Linked DNA regions of Mus musculus: region 2 is linked to region 1. Evidence: chromatin contacts called from public Hi-C data. All regions are on one chromosome and are shown on one strand. The core of a region is the stretch at or near the end of the contact, and the rest is flanking DNA. Distances in the headings are between cores, read along the strand shown. Region 1 overlaps Col6a6 (collagen, type VI, alpha 6). Region 2 overlaps Col6a5 (collagen, type VI, alpha 5).

Evidence for each region. A called contact is a pair of places that touch in the nucleus more often than the background predicts.
Region 2: a Hi-C map of uterus shows a contact between it and region 1, with 3 times the contacts expected there. The contact joins two enhancer-like sites. A contact is called at or near these places in 1 of 15 datasets of contacts at CTCF or cohesin (embryonic stem cells), 26 of 484 Hi-C or Micro-C datasets (B cells, the G1E-ER4 cell line, LSK cells and 14 more), 4 of 115 datasets of contacts at active chromatin or transcription factors (VIP interneurons, cardiomyocytes, embryonic fibroblasts and 1 more) and 2 of 9 other capture datasets (embryonic stem cells and liver).

What each region holds. Positions count from the first base shown.
Region 1 is chr9:105,696,810-105,699,509 of GRCm38.p6, reverse strand. It overlaps Col6a6 (collagen, type VI, alpha 6), which reads left to right. Exons shown (of 37, transcript NM_001102607.1): 35 at 178-849. Among named protein-coding and RNA genes, the nearest start is that of Pik3r4, 55 kb to the right of the region's middle. Within about 2 kb of position 1,374, at least 22 of the 459 cell types and tissues checked have an H3K27ac peak or open chromatin away from gene starts, as enhancers often do. A contact at or near this core is called in uterus, where this site is marked.
Region 2 is chr9:105,870,453-105,873,152 of GRCm38.p6, reverse strand. All of the region lies in intron 37 of Col6a5 (collagen, type VI, alpha 5), which reads left to right. Among named protein-coding and RNA genes, the nearest start is that of Col6a6, 44 kb to the right of the region's middle. Within about 2 kb of position 1,307, at least 8 of the 459 cell types and tissues checked have an H3K27ac peak or open chromatin away from gene starts, as enhancers often do. A contact at or near this core is called in uterus, where this site is marked.

The DNA of each region.
Region 1 (2,700 bases), core at 125-2,624:
TCACAGCCTGGTATCAGATCTGGACATCTTGGTGATAAACTCTCACTCTTGGTGTCAGAGATATAACTATTTTATGAGCAAAATCTATGTAGTGCCTGCATGCTCAAATAGCTGAGGTAGAACCTTCCTACTCTTTGTCTCGATCTGCTTAGTAACTCTAAATGACTTGGTTTGCAGATCTATGCAAGCCGGATGCTTCGTGTGACCAAGCCAAACCACCCCCCATTCAGTCCTACCTGGACACTGCATTCCTACTGGATGGCTCTCGGCACGTGGGAAGTGCAGAGTTTGAAGACATGAGAGACTTTCTAGAGGCACTGCTAGATCACTTCGAAATCACTTCGGAGCCAGAGACATCTGTCACTGGAGACAGGGTGGCCCTGCTGAGCCATGCCCCCCTCGACTTCCTACCCAACACCCAGAGGAGTCCGGTTAGAACTGAGTTCAACCTAACCAGCTATAGCAGTAAGCGCCTCATGAAGAGACACGTGGATCAGGCAGTCCAGCAGCTGCATGGAGATGCTTTTCTTGGCCATGCCCTCGGGTGGGCACTGGACAACGTCTTTTTAAACACCCCCAATTTGAGACGAAACAAAGTCATATTTGTGATATCTGCTGGGGAAACCAGCCACCTGGATGCGGAAACCTTAAAGAAAGAGTCCCTACGAGCCAAATGTCATGGGTATGCCCTCTTTGTCTTTTCCTTGGGCCCTGACTGGGATGACAAGGAACTGGAAGACCTGGCCAGCCACCCCGTAGACCAGCACTTGATCCAGCTTGGCCGAATTCATAAACCTGACCACGGATACAGTGTGAAGTTTGTGAAGTCTTTTATAAACTCCATCAGGCGTAAGTCAGAAAACTGTTCCTGTACATAAGAGCCTGCTCCGTAATTCCCCAGAAGGGCAATGTGCTGGCGTGCATGCTTGGACACCTCTTGTTTGTCTTCAAGGGCATTGCAGGGTCAGAGAGGAAAATATGTAATAATGGATGGTGGAAGGGAGGACACTCTGGTTCCTAAGCATTTAATTTTCTGGCTCATCATATTTTTTTTTTATGCCTCTGGTTCCTATGGAGAAGCAATCATAACAAGCAGCTGTCCACACATCTGTCTGCACAGAGAGGTGTAGTCTGGGGGGTGTGAAATCACAGCCTGGACTCGGGCTCCCTTGCCATGTAACCCTAACAAGCTACCCTTTGGTAAGAGGTTTCTGCAGTTAACACAGAGAGAGAGAGAGAGAAGCCAGAGAAAAACAGAAACAATTCTTGGCTTTGCTTGGACAAGTTCCAAAGTCTGAGCTGGGAGTGTTAAAGAGATATCGTTTTTTATCGGTCAGAATGAAAGGCATGGCTTTGTATAACTTTCTCCCAACTCCATGACCTTGTAGGATTCACTCACGAGAATAACTGTGCCTGTAAGGAGACAAGCATGGGCTGTTTTTCTTGGCTGGGCGTCCTGAGAAATCTGCAGTCCATTTTGGATGCAGCAGGGATGGCCGAGGAGCCGTGTCCAGATATGAGGCTGAAGGCAGACAGGCAGTGGGTAACTATATCTGTTTTCAGAGCCTGCTGACTCTTGTCCAAGGGAGTGCAGATAAGGAGACAGGCATGCACAGGTTGAAGAAGGCATGTGCGAGTGCCTGGCTAATTCCTAAAGCTGTCATCGTATTGAAGAGTGAGGTGGGATGAGCCTGCAGATGTGCTGAGCAGTGCAGAGAGACTGCTGGTGGGGTTGATGGCAAATCCTACTCAGTGTGAGTCTAGGACCAGCACCAACTACCAGCTGGGGCTGGTTAGACGCAGGCTTCAGCCCCACCCGATGATGTATCTTACCCGAGCTCCCAGGATACACATATACAAGGTTTTAGAAACACGGGTATGGGAATAGTGAGCCCCCCAGAGTGAGATTCATTTCCATAGATTCTGGAACTGAAACCCCAAAGAGGAGTTTTGGGCAAGGGGTCACCCTGAAGGAAGTCTTTTATAAGGGTTGACCAAAAGACCACTTGGTAAGTCTCTGGTAAACTCGAAAAGAAGCTTGCTTGATGGCCCACAAGTGTGGGGGAGAGAGGGTAAGACTTGCCCTGAAATTTCCTTCCTGGTATTCCAGAATTCTTCCTGCTCTTCCCTGCCTGGGCATCCAGTCACATGATCAGATGCCAGTCACATGATCAGATGAGGCAGCCCCTCCCTCTTAGGACAAAAGCAGAAATGTTTTAAGCTAAGAGCAGGTGGGACTCACGGGAGACACAGAGAGTGTTCTGAACACTGAGCGTGATACAGCCGCCTACTCCATTTCCAAAGCTGTGATATCTAGAAAGTGCCATCTTTAAAACACAGCTGCAGGAAGTGAATTCTACCACAGGCCCATGGTCATGCCCATTCAACACAGTGTTCATTGCTGATCATCTACTCTGAGCCACTGGCTGCACCAGTGCTAGGCTTAAAGAATAGACTTGGCCAGATGCCCTCTGAAGCTTCGGATGCCTTCAAAGTGTCTGTGACTCATTTGGCGCACGACCACAAAGCAGACAGCAGGACATGGTCCACTTCAGAGCAGCACATTCCCTAAGGGAGGCAAAGCTGCTGAGTCAGCAACCTTCTACATACTGTTCAAATAAGAAAAGAAAACCCCAAGCCAGATCTGGTGGGCCCAGCACACACCTGTAATGTTTGCTTTGGAGAGGCAGAGACAGGAGG
Region 2 (2,700 bases), core at 58-2,557, 170 kb before region 1:
TGTCTGTGTGTGTGTGTGTGTCTGTGTGTGTGTGTTGCAATAACCATTGTCTATGTAGAGTGTTAGAGGACAACTTGGCCAGAGCTAGTTTTCCTTATACCATGTGGGGTCTGAGAATGTAACTGCGGTATCTGGAGACTTGTTTTTTGCAATAGCTGAAGAGGGATTCTGGCATCTGGTGTGAGTGGAGGCCTGCAGCATCTCCATCTGCCCATTGCTGCCCCATCATTACTCCAGGATCTTAATTAAAAAAAAACAAAAACAAAAACAAAACTCAAAGGAACCATAAAGTGATAATAAAAATTTGAACATAAACCTTCAAAAGCATTTATCAAACACCTTTTTTTTAAGTGTTGAATGCGTCCTTTGTCTCCCTGGCTTTATTCAACTGCATGTTCTATTTTTTCACACGGTATCATGTCTAACATTGTCCAAATTGCTATAAACTCCATCCTGATTTTTCTAAACACTCTCATAATGCCCCTCCAACAAATGGATATATTTAGCTATGGACCTCTTCTTAAACATGTCATTTGATTCTGACTTTTGCTGCTCCATATTCAACTTGCACATACATGCACTTTAACGTAAATGTGCATTGGATGGCAGAGTTGGCTTCCGAGCCATCCCTGGAATGTCAGTCAGCTCATGTTCTGCATTGCATCAACCTCTGGTCACCTGCACCGTCGACCTGACTGTGGTTGGTGGTGGCTCCGTGGTCACTTATAAATGGTGAAGTACATTCATTTACCAAATCTGAAAACAACATAAATTGCATCATTATTTTGGAGAGTTATTTTCAAATAATTTTGGCGATATAGTTCTGGTGTTTAAAATTTTTTCCAATTTAATTTTTAAAGCTTGCTTATAATAAACCCACCTAGAAACATAAAGCACAGAGTGACTTCATTTAAAACCGGAGGGCACGTGTCTGCAGGTGTTTTGGGTGCAGAGATTCTCGAAGGAGGCAGGGCTTCTCCCCAGGAGGCAGGCCTTTTCTGCCGACTCTTGTTTCTGAGCACAGAATGGTTCGGAAGTGATGTTCTGACGATCTGAGAACCACCTAGAAAAATCAAGGCCAAGAAGACCATTGGGCCTATCCTCAGGGAAAAGAATGAAACCTGTTTTCAAGTTTTGTCTACTTAAACGAGAAGAGGTTCTCCCAGAAAAACACGGGGCGTGTAAGGGTTTCTGTTTCCGCATGACATGTTAATGGCATACAGTGGTGTGCACAAGCTGTGCCTGCCTCCCCTGCTTTCCCGGCCCAGCCCTGGGACCCTGGCCAGTGACCTCACCAGACAGAGGGGAGGAGAGGCCCGGGCTGCGGGTGTGAGATGGAGAGGCGCATAAAGTGCTGCCAAGTCCTCTGCAGATATGCCTGCGAGAACACAGTGGGCTCGTCACTTCTGGGGCTCGTGTGAGTGCGTCTGTAAGTTAGGCCAACAGGCTGCATTTTCTTTTCTTATCGAAGTTCTGAAGAATTTACCATTGCAGGGAGGACTTTCGTAGCCCTAGGAGTTTTCTTCTTGTTTACTTATAAAGATTAAATTTGTGAACACTTTAATTTGTTGTGAGCTTTGCAAACTATTCCATTTTTTTCCTCAAAAACCTCATGGAATTGTTGTGTATTAGCATGGCACTTTGTAGAGAGGAATGGAGTGATGGAGAAGAGCCGGGGTCACTGAATTAAAAACAGGCAGAAATAAGACTCCAGCTCCTAAGACCTGTCCATAACCACCGCTCTGCAATGCCTACTGGAGGAAAAGGAAGGCCGATTTTATTTATGTCATGACATACTTTTAGAAGAAAATATTCCCTCATGGCCTCTGTCAGAGAGAATGCCAATAGACTGAAGACGACTTTCTTCTCATCAGGTCCCTGAGCCTTTCTCGCCCTGGTTAGTGTGTACTTCACTATTTCTTCCCTACCCTGATGTTTGACGACTCCTCCTTCTGAAGGAGTCAGCCATTGGGACAGATTTGGTATAGATTCTGTCTCTACTTCTAGGCTTTCGTTTCTTGGCTAAATCACCGAACGTCTCCAAGCTTAGGTCTGCTTAGGTGTGAATTGGGAGCAGTGGCAACCCCAGTCTCATGCTAAAAGGATATTTTGATGAGAGAAGATATGTGGAGATCTGACCCCAAGGCCTGAAGTGGATGGAATACTTGGTTTAGTATCAGAAAGCAGAAACAGAAAGCATCGCCAGTGCTTTCGAATGTTGGGAAAATGTTGAACTTGAACAATACCAGCGACATGGACCTCTAAGGGCTGGCTCAGTGGTTAAGAGCTCGCTGGCCGACTTGTCAGAGGACTTGGGGTTTGTTCTCAGAATCACATGTTGATTCATAATCATCCTGTTACAAGGGATCTTATACCTTCTTCTGGCCTCTTTGAGCACCAGGCATGCATGTGGTACATAGACATGCACACAGGAACACACACACACATTTTTTAAAAAGAAGGACGTCAGAAATTATTCACATGAATAGAACTCAATACATATATTAGCCTCATAGCTTATAAAAAATAACAAACCCATGACTAAGATGTGAAGTAATGGCACATCCCTTTTAATCCCAGCACTTGGGAGATCTCTGACAGATCTCTGAGTTTGAGGCCAGCCTGGTCTACAGATCAAGTTCTAGGATAGCCAGCGCTACACCAAGAAACACTGTCTTGAAAAGCAAACAAACAATGTAA